Regions from separate parts of the Mus musculus genome. Here region 1 is linked to region 2. The links are chromatin contacts, called in public Hi-C maps. All regions are on one chromosome and are shown on one strand. The core of a region is the stretch at or near the end of the contact, and the rest is flanking DNA. Distances in the headings are between cores, read along the strand shown. Region 1 overlaps Phactr2 (phosphatase and actin regulator 2). Region 2 overlaps Phactr2 (phosphatase and actin regulator 2).

What was found. Hi-C and Micro-C count contacts between places; a contact is called where the count stands out from the background.
Region 1: a contact with region 2 is called in a Hi-C map of uterus, with 4 times the contacts expected there. The contact joins two enhancer-like sites. A contact is called at or near these places in 1 of 15 datasets of contacts at CTCF or cohesin (the NIH/3T3 cell line), 4 of 484 Hi-C or Micro-C datasets (embryonic stem cells and uterus), 1 of 115 datasets of contacts at active chromatin or transcription factors (embryonic stem cells) and 3 of 9 other capture datasets (adipose tissue, liver and pancreatic islet).

Annotation. Positions count from the first base shown.
Region 1 is chr10:13,372,612-13,379,388 of GRCm38.p6, reverse strand. All of the region lies in intron 1 of Phactr2 (phosphatase and actin regulator 2), which reads left to right. Among named protein-coding and RNA genes, the nearest start is that of Phactr2, 98 kb to the left of the region's middle. Within about 2 kb of position 3,303, at least 29 of the 459 cell types and tissues checked have an H3K27ac peak or open chromatin away from gene starts, as enhancers often do. A contact at or near this core is called in uterus, where this site is marked.
Region 2 is chr10:13,300,175-13,306,950 of GRCm38.p6, reverse strand. All of the region lies in intron 1 of Phactr2 (phosphatase and actin regulator 2), which reads left to right. Among named protein-coding and RNA genes, the nearest start is that of Gm46211, 77 kb to the right of the region's middle. Within about 2 kb of position 3,435, at least 73 of the 459 cell types and tissues checked have an H3K27ac peak or open chromatin away from gene starts, as enhancers often do. A contact at or near this core is called in uterus, where this site is marked.

The DNA.
Region 1 (6,777 bases), core at 2,054-4,553, 73 kb before region 2:
CAGTTCTCAGGAGCCTTTGAAAGGTTTTAGGTAAAGAGGTGATGTGATTGTACCTGATGAACTCAAGACATGTCAATATTTGGAAGGGCAGGAAGGGAAGCTCCTGAGATGAAATCCACACAACCAGTTCTTAAAAGCAGGCATTACAGAAGGAGCAGGAGGGAGAAGGGGAGGGGAAAAGAGGAGGGGGAGGGAGAGGGAGAGGTAGAGAGAGAGGAAGAGGAGAAGGGAGAGGGAGAGGAAATTTACTATCAGTTCAACCCCACAGTCCTGCTTTTAACATCTTTCCTCCCAACCCCAGCCTCCCCTGGGTGTTTCTTAAAGTGTGTGGAGTTTGACAGTGCAGACTATTCAGAACCTTCTTCCAAATGGACAGCAAAGTCTTAAGGGTAGATGTCATCCCTTAGACATCTTTTGTGTCTTTCAGAGTTGAGGGGTTTGTTCTAAACTCTGGACATCTGTGAGAAACACTTGGTACGTGCTGTCAGAAGTGCCAGCCCCTGTGTTCCACAATGGACAAATGCTGGAAGATTCTGGGGGGACAGGGTGTAAAATGTTGGGTTTTGTAGATAGTCTACCCATACTAATCTGATAGAGTGACCCATGTGAGAACCATCATGGGAGTATCTCCTCCCTCCCTCCCTCCCTCCTCCTCCCCCCTCCGCCATCCTCCTCCTTCCTCCCTCCTCCTCTCTCCCCGCCATACTCCCTACTCCAAGCCTCCCTTCCCTCTCTCTCCATTTCTTCCTCCTTCCCTCTCTCTCTGTCTCCCTCCCTCCCCCCACCTCCCTTTCTCCCTCCCTTTCTCCCTCCCTTTCTTCCTCCCTCCCTCCCCCACTCCCTCCCTCCCTCTCTCCCTTTCTCCTCCTCCCTCTCTCCATCTTCCTCCTGGCTTCCCTCTCTCCCAGCTTGTTTTCTGTGTTTCTCTCCTCACCAATAAAAGACAGTCTACCTGAGAATTTGTGCTTAGGACTTAACCCACTTCCATGAAAAGTGGGTTCAAGGAAATGGCTAAGGTAGAATAATTGTTTCTTGGTGACATAACAGACCTGAGGAAAGAGGGGTGATATAAAAAGCCTATGTCACCAGCTTCCTATATGTCTCCCCTTGTGTGTCTCTCAGGAAGTCTTAAATGTTAAAAGTAAAGACCACAGTAGAAACTCTATCAGACCTCCCCCGAGATGTGCTTCTATGATTGACTGTTGTTAACTGAGTGAGCTGTTGGCTGTTGGGTAGGTATGGGTTGATTGGCACCAATTAGATACTGATGCTGTACTTCCTCTTTCCTGTATCTATAACCACAGATGTTCTGCTTCTAATTAACAAAGACATAGGATCTGTCCTGCCTTACATGTCTGCTTCTGACACACCCAACACACACCATACAATGCACACATATCCCAGAATAAATTTCAGATCATTTTACCCAATATTATAGTATAGATTCATTTGAAAGCTTACCTTTCTGGTGTGTTGATTAATAAATGATGCTTTTACAACAAACTTAATACATATCTTCCAATGAGAACAATGCAACCAACTAAAATCATCTTTTAGAATTTGACTTAATAATGCCAGACAGTTAAGAACGTGCAGATGGAGAGGGTTTTTGACTCTAAGTGTTTGGAGGGATGAAGCATTCAGCCTGGAGAAGAGTCCTAGGGTTGGGCAGTCAAGGCTGCAATCCAGATCTTGCTTTCATCTTCAAAGTTACACGGGCACAGATGTACCTTATACCCCAACTCTGGATACTACAGTCTTAGCTCTTATTCATTCTGCTGCTGCTTTCTGGAAAAGCATCCTGTGTCACACCCAGATCTGGTATGTCTTCTTCCTATAAACAGTGTGGTTCGCCTGGTGGCCCACACCAGGAACCCCAGAAACCCCAGCAACTTGGGAGGTTAAGGTAGGACAAGGCTAAGTTTGACGCCTGCCTGAACTGCATAGTGGGACCCTGTTTCAAAGTAAGCAAATGATTCACGCTGTGAATGAGTTGATATGTGTCCTTAGCAGGACACATAAAATAACCCGCCTCCAACAATATAGGTATCTCCTGCTTTATGTGTTAAGACACTTGATCATTGCTGATGTGAAAGCACACTGCTACCCCAGAATCATAAAGTTCTTCTGCTGTGTGCAAAAATGTTCTGCCAGGTCCCGCTAGAGGTTTGCATGAAACTGTAAACATGGAGCAACTCCCACAAAACTGTTGCAGTCGAGCGGAACAAGAATTCACCACAAGAACCCTCATTCACTTGATCCACTTCCTATGGAAAAACACTCACTGGCTCTCTTTCCCTTACCGAGGCTTGTGTGAAACTCTATCCACACCGCTTGCTTTTAATTTATCACCTGCTACGTACTGATCTGCATTTCATAGACTTGGGTGTTATTTTCTTAGTAATGGAAATTTGGCAGACATCCATGTCTAAAAGCAGCTTAACATGGGAGCATTTTTAATAAAAGGATAAAGCGGAACGTTACTAACTTTGACCTTTGAGAATGGTCAGCGTGGTATACAGAATGAGAAATCTTGGGTTTCCTGTGTGGCGCTTCAGCCTTCCAACCATCCATCTTGTTTACTTCATGGTCCTCAGAACAGACATGGAGAGTTGGGTGAGCCAACTGAATGGCTTAAACAATAAGCATCTTACAGTGCTCATTAACCTGTGGGTCACTTTTTTGAAATTAAGGAAGTTCAAAGGCATGTGTTTAAATAGCCTGACTGTCACAGCGCTTGAAAGAAGCCAGATAGTTGAAAATTAGAGCCAACTTTGTCTTTAAAATGCAGACTCTGTAGAAAACCAGGATTCCTGGAGTGTACATTTAGCACGAGGCATCACCTCCAGCCTCTAAATTTCCTGGCTTATGTCAGTTTTTGTCATTAGCCGTAACACTCTGTAAACAAAAGTGTCCCTTACACTAACAGATGTGGGTTTTCTTTCTCCCAGTCTCAGGAAAGGTTCCCAGGGAACATCAAAACTATAAAATCTCCTAATGTACTTTTGTGTGCCTGGGTTATTTTAAAACAAACTTGAGACCCCAACTCCACGTTTTAACGGGGAGCTGGAAATAAATGAAGATTTTTTTTTCTTAAATGTTTTACATGTTTCAGCAAATGTCCCTTTCATCTTTGAAAGTGATTACAAATATAGCTTCCTTCTCACAGCTCCACAGAAATTTATGTAAACACCTCAAAGCTTTGGTTCTGCTCAAACAGATATGAGATTAAGGCAGAGAACTCCCTCCCCTGCCTCCAGAGAGCAGCCTCACGCTCAGCTTAACTCCACATGGAAAATGTTGCCATGACATGTAAAATCCGTGTTCAGTCCAGCACATGCTTGGCTGTCTGCCAACCCACAAGGCCTAACCACGCCAAACCAGATTCCCACCACCTTTCATAAAAGGGAGAACCAACTGCACTTTGCCCTTTGGGCTGCAGGCAATGTGTTTTTCTTTTAGGGAGATGAGTTTACATTTGTGCTAGCCACAAAGGCTGTCTCTGAAGTGGACAGACAAATGGCTTTGGTCATAGTGTCTATGAAATATAACCATTCCAGTCTATGATCTTGAAGTGGAAAAAAGGATATGCAATCAGATAACCAGGGACTGGAGATTCTGTCTGTGGTTTATTAATTAGGGGACCACACATGATGGGCAAGTATTTATATTGCAGGTAGGTGGCTGATAAGGAAATAGTATTTACATAGGGAAAGATCAGGAGTTGAAAGAGCAGAGAAAGCCTTGTCATTTCATGTGGGGATCGAGCATAGAGATCCAGTTACAGAGTAGCAATGGAGAGGTGGACAGAGAATGGGCAGACTATGGGGGAAGGTCAAGTTCAATGTCACGTTCATGAGGAGGTTAGCAGAAAAGCACGGGGAAACAGATGCCATTTGGTGTACACTAGCAACAAAGAACACTGAGGAAGAGAGGTTTCACAATGCCTCAGTGGGTCAAGGTGATTGATGAATAAATATGGTGGCCGAGTTTGATTCCAGAAACCACACAGAGGTAGGGAGAAGTGATATCACATGCACGTCACTCATGCCACATATGCCCTCCATGTTGTGTCTGTACATACATGTGCCTGTACAACACACACAGAGACACAGACATACACACACACACAGACACACAGAAACACAGACAAACCCACACAAAACACATATATAGACAAACAGACACACAGACACACCCACACAAAACACATAAATAGAAATACACACACACAGACACACAGACATACACACAGGCATACACATAGACATATCCATACAGAACACACATATAGACACACACACACACAGAGACACACAGGCATATACACAGACACACCTACACAAAACACATATATAGACACACACATACACACATACATACACACAGGTAGACACATAGACACATCCACACAGAACACATATATAGATACACAGACACACATATAGACACACAGACAGAACACACAGACACACAGGCACACAGGCACACAGGCATCCACACAGACACATCCACACAGAACACATATATAGATACACAAACACACAGACATACAGACACACAGACACATACACACACACACACACACACACACACACACACACACACACACACACGTCAAGCCAAGTTCCTAACACCCCTGGTTCCTTCTCAGCATCCTTGGGAAAGGACAGTCCCTCTGCTCCCTTATTCTACCTCATCAGCGAGCACTTGGATTTCTATTTGAATTAAAATTATTCTTAAAATGCAACTCTCACATTTAGTCACATCACTCATATTTTCTGCTTAAACATAATCCCAACATTTGAAATAGTATGAAATAACCCAAAACACCAGATGTAGAATTCAAAAACCATGCAGTTCCTGACGGTGTTCTGAGAGCTGGCCTAGAGCTTCTCCCTGGGTCTCCCTTTCCTCATCCTTAGTATGTTGTTTGTTGTAGCGGCTCTCATACTGAAGATAACATGACTCAATGACTCACTGAGCTCCTGCCGGAATTCTAAGTCTTTAGTAGCATCAACTCACAGATACACCTGCCTGCTCTGGCCCCTGTGTACTTCACCTTGCCCTGTTCTTCCTTCTACAGCTCCAAGGCACAGACCCTCCTTTTCATCTTCTGTTTTCTCCTCTTTTGTGGTTTGAGAAAACAGACAGTTAAAGCCCAAGGAGTTCTGTCCAAGTTAAGAAGAGCAAACAGACTCCACTGAGGGTCAAAATAGTTTCCCTTGAGTTAGTGACACAGCTTGGTTTACTCCCTAGTTCTTAACATGCCATGCTGAGGCTCGAACCAAAGGGCAATCTTTTAATATTAGCTCCCCCTCCTGTTTAGAGATCTGCAAGGATCCTGTCTACACCTTTGTCTTGAACCAACACTCAAAGGCTTTGCACAAAGTATCCTGTCTTCCACGTCTTTCTGTGTCCCCAACAGCCTTACCACCTCTAGTTGTACAGACCTGGGACTCCAACATCTGAGTCGCTGCACCTTATCCTCTGCACTCTGTGTTCTCAGTGCCCTGGGCTGCTCCACAGCCGCCTCATTCTCCTCCCATACATCTGGTCTCCTTGCTTTGCAGGCAGCAGCTCAGGGACTAAGTGGTCTCCCCTTGTTCTTCTGAAGGCTCACAGTAGGTGACACGTTGTAAGGACATAACATATGCTGGCAGATGCTCTGCTTGCTGCCATTGTTACCAGGCTGCAGGATGTTCTGCAGAGCACAATAGTATATTTATACCCTCTCATTACACAGCCTTAGAACATCTAAGGAGGAAAGGAGAGCTGGGAGAAATACAGGGGAAAGCAGAGAGGCCCAAAGCCGTGGGAATCATGTTGATAAGAGATTTGCTTTTCCAGAAACAGCTCTATTGAATCTTGATCTTGTTTTTTCCTCTTTGACTGGCATTAAGACAAATGTATAAGTTTAAAAGAATATATTTTTGTAGAGGTTCCTTGTGAGAGAAGATAAGATATATAATAATTACAGTAGTGAGGGCATTGGATTTGAAAGCTCAAGAAGAACTGGGCATGCATCTTCAAAGTGGTCTAAAGGCAGATTTGCTCTATCAGTGGAATGAGACTTTTTGAAACTCCACAAAAAAAAAGAGAATTGAGTGGAAAGAGTGCAGTCTTCAATCTGAAGGAGTCACCAGTTAGTGACACTGTTTATCTGTTGTCTATGAACATTTCAAATACCTTTCCTAAGAAGAGAGGCTAGCTGTGACTAACATGCATCAACGTGCTGAAATTGTCTCTTACTCCTGATATGGGGGATGGAAAAAAAATTCTTTAACCACAATACACAAATGAGGGGAAAATAATTCTGAACTCTTGAACAAAAATCAGCTAATGTGAATATGCTATAAAAACTGATTTTGTAGAAGCAGTTACTGTTTGCATATTGTAATGTCTGGAGAGATTGTATGCCAGGTTTTAGCAGTTCTCAATTCTCAGAGAATGTTAGAGGAACTTTGTTTTGTTGTTGTTGTTGTTTTATATTATTGCTATGTGTGTTTTGTCTCTCTTTGTGAGACAATGTCTCACTATGTAGCCCAAGCTAGCTTAGAACTCATAGCCTTCCTGTTTCAGCTTTCCAAGTGCTGGGATTATAACTGTGTGATGATATCTATGAGAAACTTTTATAGTTTACTTCCTTTTGTTTTACACTCAGTCTGTACTGTTTTAGAGATGTTTAAAGAGGCAAAAGTGTAATTTTTACTCTGTTATCTGAGAAACAGTACACATTATGTTGACTTACCATATCTGACACAGAGTATCTTGCAT
Region 2 (6,776 bases), core at 2,186-4,685:
AAGTTTGGGGCTGTCAGTGGTGTGGCCTTGATTGTGCTTGGGAGGAAATTATTGTTTTGTGCTCACTGTGAGGGAAGTAGAGATTTCTCAATAGAGATCCTTCTGGATGGTTTTCAGCGATGTGCCTTTGATGAAGTGTCTCCACATCCCTTCCCAAGCAGCAGTTAGGCATTTGTTCACCTGAAGAAATGTGTCAGCCAAGTCTAAGCCATTCTTAAGAGCATGCATCATCCTTCCTGCTGTCTTTGATAGTTTTCCAGTTTCAGACATTAGTGTTTGTTATATTATCTTTCAAAATATTTTGAGTTATACAGGAACACACTGTTGGGAATAATTTCTTCTGAGTGAAAAACCTGAAGACCTGATAAAATAAGTCCTGACCTAGTTAGGCCAGGCCCTGGGAATTGGCTGCCATATTTCCTCCCTGGGTTAGGTATTTATTTATAAACATTAACCAGAATTTTCTGTGACATAGGTACAGTATGGAAGGCCAGGAAAAGCCTATTTGGTTCCTGACCTGATAAGACTAGATGGTAAGGGTACATATTTCTTCTTCATAAAGAGGTGGCCCTGGGTTGGGGAGATGGCTAAGACAGTAAAGTGCTTGCAAGCATGGGGAAATGGAGTTCACACTGCAGAACCAATCAACCAAAAAGCCAGGAGTGGCGTCACCCACTGGAAATCCAGTGCTGGAGAGGTGGAAGTAGGAGCGCACATCCCTGGGTCTCATTGGTCATACCGGTTTGCCTAATTAGTGAGAGTGACAGACCCTGTCTTCACAAATAATCCGGATGGGTAACAAGCTATCTCCAACTGACAGCTGCTCTCAAGGAAAAAAAAATCAGTTTTTTTTTTTTCAGTAGAGTCTCACTGGGTATACAAATCAAACCTATGCCCCATGCCTAGCAGTAGCTGGTCAACACAAAACTAACTCCATGAGACTTTGGGAGCTGTTTTGTCTCATAATGTTATGTTTGCACTTTGGTTTTAACATTACAGCTCTTTTGCTTCATGGTTTCTCCTATTATGTTTTTATGGGGTTTGTGTGTATATACGTGTGCATGCATGTGTGTGTGTGTGTGTGTGTGTGTGTGTGTGTGTGTGTATGTGCATGCACACTAGTGTGTATGTATGTGAGTGTGTGTGTATACATGTGTGCATGTGTGTGTGTATACCTGAGTGTCTCATGCTTTTTCTATTTTTCCTGTTTTGTTTTATTCTGCTTTATTTCTTTATTCTTTTGCCTATTTTGTTTTCTAAAGAGAGAGAGAGAGAAGACGGGGCAGGGTTGGATGGGTAGAGAGGTGGGACAGATTTTGGGGAGCTGATGGAGGGGAATCTGGGATCAGAATATATTGTATAGAAAAATTATTTCCAATAAAGAAAGAATAAAAGTGAAGTGGATGCTACCCACATCATGATGTTTGAGGTTGGTCCTCTGGCTTGCCCGTGTGCACATGGGCATGCATGACCCTTGACCCAGACACATACATTTTTAAGGAAGGAGATGAATTTTTTTCTCCTTGCTCACTTAGTAATTATTTGTATGTCTTTTGAAGACATTAGTGAATTGCATCCAGCCACTTGTAAGTTTCAGTTACAGATGGAGTCCCCAGCTTTCTCATGCATATTTAGGGTGCCTTCGGTATTGAAATTCTTAATAAACACACTATGAGAAAAGAATTTTGGAATGAGCCAGTTGCCTGGATAGTGTCCAGATTGGATTCAGGGGCTTTGAGTTTGGGGTTATACCCAAGTGCAGCTGGTACAATTTGTTTGCCAGAATGCTCAGTGAACCCACACGTCATTTTAAAGAAACCAAAATGGGATATTTTGCAAGTGAAATACCCTTAATGGCTACACTGCAGTGGAAAAAAATCCAGATCAGCAGTAAAGGCATCACTGTTATAAGATGATTTTTAATTGGTGGGATTGTTCCTCCCTCTCAGGAGAACTAGCTGTACCAACTGCGGAATGTTAATCTCCTTCTGCTACTTTTCAATAGCTTCCTGTTTAATTTGAACAGGGTATTTCCCCACCTGTTAGGCAGCGTGATGAAATTAGGCTAAAGCCCTTGAGTAATTTCACTCCAAATTGTGACTCATAGTTTGGAGACCGATTCATGTCGTGCCTGTCATGGGAACCCTCGGTGGCATCACAGTGGGCCCAGCAGCACTGTCCTGTGCCTGCCCTCCTAGCACACCATCGGTCTACATTGAATGACCACTTGACTGTCGGCATCCTCCCTTGCTGGCTCGCTGCTCCTTCAGGCAGAGATCCTGCCCGCCAAGTTCTTTCATCAGCTCCCTGCCCAGTGCTCCGAGAGTTGCTTGTGAATTAATCATGATGAAATGCTTCCATTCTGTACTCAGTACTTCCTTCCACATCTCCATCTTTTTGTAGACGTCTTCCTTTTCTGGTCAGCCCCAAACCTGGCTTTCCCTGGTAATTGCTTTCTAGCAATAATCCTACCCTGGCTTTTTAATTATTATTATTTTGTTTGTTTGCATAGCTGCCGTGTACTTGAGCTCACTATGTAGCCAAGGATGGTCTTGAACTTCGAATCTTCCCACATCCATTAGATTGCTGGTATTGCTGGTGTATGCCACCACTCCTGGGTTCCATAGCACTGGGGATGGAGGCCAGAGCTTTTTGAAAACTGGGTTAGTAGTATACCAACTGAGCTACATTTCAACCCAGCCTTATCCCTACACACACACACACACACACATTGCTCTTTAGTGGCAATCCTACACAAAGGGTAGAATTGACCTCTCCCAGGCTCTCTGTGCTACTTGCCACCATCTTGCTCTAGGGTGTGCACATCTTCATGTGAAGTTGTGTCATCTGGTGAGTGTTCTTGAACGTGCCTTTGTTGACATCATCTCCTGACTTCCTGGTGACCTCATAGTCACCAGATGAGGTTCAGATTCTCCCCACCACTGCAAGTCTTGTTGCCACCCTAAGGAAGTTAGTCTGTCTTTGGTCTGCGCACGGCTGGACAAGCAATCTGGCTAGCATGGCTCTGCAGCCCTCTTCCCTGGACCTTTTCACCTCTCCAACCCCGGGGCCTTCTCAGACCGTGTTTGTGCTTCAGCTCCCTTCACACTTTATGCATTTAAACAAACAGCAAACAGATCTTTTCCTGGGCTCAATCATCATCGGTGCCAAAAAACGTTCAAGGTTTCTTATTGCACAGAGCTTACTTGTTCCCAATGTAATTGTTTCCCTGAGTTTATCTTCATCCCTCTGCAGCTGCTTTTGTTTGGAAGACTCCACCAAATTCAACTCCAACTTCTTGCCTAGTGTGTCAGTAATGCAGTCCTGACTGTCTTTGGACATCTTCCCCCAGATGTCCTGCCAACACCTGAGGTTCATGGGATCTAAACACAGCCTAACAGTATTTCCCCTAAGTTCACTCTCCGCCTAACAGCTCCCACACTCTGTAGAGGTTGGGGCCGTGGAGACCTCTAGGCAGCTCCTCTCCTTCCTCTGCTGCATCCCTGAGATCCATCCATCATCCTCAGTCCTTTCCATTTGCTGCTCCAAGTTCAAATGCCTGGCTTGTTTGCACTCATCTCTGAGGCCGGACCACGAGGATATAAATCTGGAGCCTTGGGACCCTGCATGACGAATCGACATAAATCCTCCTCTGTGGGATCTCTCTTCCAGCATCCTGTTTTCTCTCTATATGCCTGCAAAGTTCATGTCTGTCTCCAGGAAATAATCCAGGATTATGTGTGGCCAACAGTTTCTTAGCAGATACCTGCTTTGGAGACTTGATGAGGTTACTAGGTAATAGTTGGAGATGATAGAAGATAGATAGATGCATAGATAGATAGATAGATAGATAGATAGATAGATGATACATACATTCATACATACATACATACATACATACATACTATAAAACATTTTAAGAGATCGTACCCACCTTTCTTTTGGCTGGTCTGTTGATATTTCTGCCCTATTCATCCTATGGGAAACTTTCCATGATTTTGGGTGAATGAAAATTTGGCCATGGACTTTAAATTATGTTATTGACTAGATTTTATTTTTATTTATGCACTTTTTTGTTTATTAAAATAATGTGATTGAATCTAGGGCCTTTTACATACTAGGCTGGCATTCTATATAGGATCGGTCTATATCCCAAGCCTGCACACACACACACACACACACACACACACACACACACAGAGAGGGGGGGGGCACATACCTGTAGATAACATCGTCATGGGTCCTCATCACTATTTGTGTACCATATTTTCTGAGACAGAGTCTCCCACTGAGTATAAAGATCACCTGTACTGCTAAGCTATCAAGCAAGTCCCAGAGGTCCGTCTGCCTTCACCTCCCCAATGCAGAGGTGCCACCACATCCAGCTTTTTACATGGGTCCTGGGGTTCCAAACTCAGGCTTTCAAACTTGTCTAGCAAGCACATTACTAACTGGGCAATCTCCCTAGCCCCTTCCCTAATCTTTTTTGTTTCTTTTCTGTATTGAGATAGGGTGTTACTAAATTGTCCAGACTACTATTGAACTCAGTCTGTGTAACCCAGCAAGAATTTGAACTTGAAATCCTCCTGGCTTCCTATATATTGGTGATTATATACCCAATTCACCAGGGCTACATTTTGTTTTGTTTTGTTTAACTTAATATTTTATATATAAGACCTTTCATTTTCTCCCCTAATTTTCATCCATCTGTGTGTGCTCAGCCTAAACAGGGTGATCATTATCCCCAAACCAATGAGGTGAAACTCTGTCTTACTTGGCAGGTTGTCCACAAAGAATGTACAGGAATTGTCTTCTTTTCCCGAGTCCAGCAACCCTTCATTCACCCCAGAGTCTGGAGTTGCTGTAGGAGATGCTAAGGGCCTGAGGGTAGCAAGGTCAGAGACTGCTTGGTTCCTGTCTTAGTTTTCATTCCTTTAGCCACTTCTTGTTCCTATACCAACCCCTCATCTGTTGGTAAAGAAACCTTTGCTTATCATGGCTGTAATGGTTTTCAAAAATTAAAATACTTTGTGTTTTTATTAAATTTGATTTTTTTTTACATTCACAAAATGACCCTTTGCCCACTCAATCGGAATCCCATTAATCCCCATACATGAATGACTTTATTTAATCTGTAGAATACCCTGTAGCAAGTCTAGGGGATGCTGTGCACGTCAGTGAATCAGGATGTCACACAGCTGCACAAACAGACTATCCTACACTTCGGGCCACAAGTTTAAACTCTGGAATTTTCTGTCAGAGCTTAACGGGCAGACGGAAATCTTTAGTAGCGTTTTCCTTTGGGAATTCAGAAGGAATGGCCGCTTCTGTTTTTTGTTTTTTTGTTTTTTGTTTTTTTTTTAAGTTTAAAAAATTGATACTTTTGAATTTTGAGAATTAATTTTATGGTAAATAACAATTCTCTGTACAATGAAATGAGAACACTCAATGGAAAATGAGGGGGAAAATATCTATTAAATTAACACTACACTGTGCCTACCACAAATGTAAATGAACTGTGATGGCATGAGACGTTGTTTGAGAGATCAAAACAGTACCTTCCCCAACTCTGGACAAATCCAAGCACGTGGCTGAGGGCAAAAACAGGGCATGATTCACGCTCTGCATTTATATCTTATACTCTTTTGAAACAGAGATTTACTCTCACCCACAACAGCACTCTCTTCCTGTTTTATGTAAAGGGCGTTGTGGAGGCAGACCAGAGCTCTGTCTCATCAGCCCTATGACCTTAGACAAATTACCTGATTTCTCTGGGCTTCCCCTTCCTCTTGGACTAAATGGAACAATATAAATAGGACCTATTCCCTGTTCTGTAGTGATGGGTGATGAGCAGTATCCATGCAGCACTCAGAGCTGGTCTTCAATGTGACTCAGCCAACGCAAGTGGAGAACCAAGAGAACCCTGAGTAGCTGGAGAGGCACCGTGAGATCACTTAGCCCAGTATCCTGATTTACAGCGTTGAAAAATCGGGGTCCTCACTCAAGGTCATGGGGCTGCTGCTGAAGTAGCTGAGTTGGTCCGGGATCCAGATCTCTTCTCTCTGGCTTACAGTTCACCGCCCTGATTTCATGATCAAAATCCAGAACAGTAACCGAGATTTATTGGCTGTCCTGGTTGTGCAACGCCTGCTTTGCTTTCTGGTTTACAGTTGGCTGCTTTAGAGATAGCAGGAGATGCTTCTGGCTCCCTGGATATGCTCAGGGATGCTAATGCAGGCAGCCTGGTGGAAGGGAAGTTCCCTGAATCAGATGACTGGCACTGTGCATCTGCCATTCATGGGAAGTCCAAAACTCTCCTGTTTCTCTTTGAACTCTTCATATTTGATCATTTCACATGGTCAAAAACATGACCTTATAAGTTGTTCATATTTTCCCATAAATATATTTCATGTGTCTATTGTGAGCTCAGCCCGGCAATAGCAAGAAGCTACGAAACGCTCAACCATCCTGGACTCACTCCCTGCAGGGTACTTGTTCCCTTCTTAATTCTCTCATCTGACCCCAGGTCACAGTCCTTCCTAAGAAACACTCCCAGCACACTCAGCTAGAGTTCCTTCCTCCCTCCCATGAGTCCAGTTGACTTTTGGTTTTGGTTTGCATGGCCCACTGGCTATGTCTGCTTCCTCAGCAGAGTGCGAGCGATTTCAGAGCAAGAAGTCAGTCGATCCCACTGGCTCTGTGATCTCCCTGGATTTTCCAGGTACATAGCATTGAGTTGAAGCCAGCCTTGTAAGAAACTGGTTGGGATTACTAGT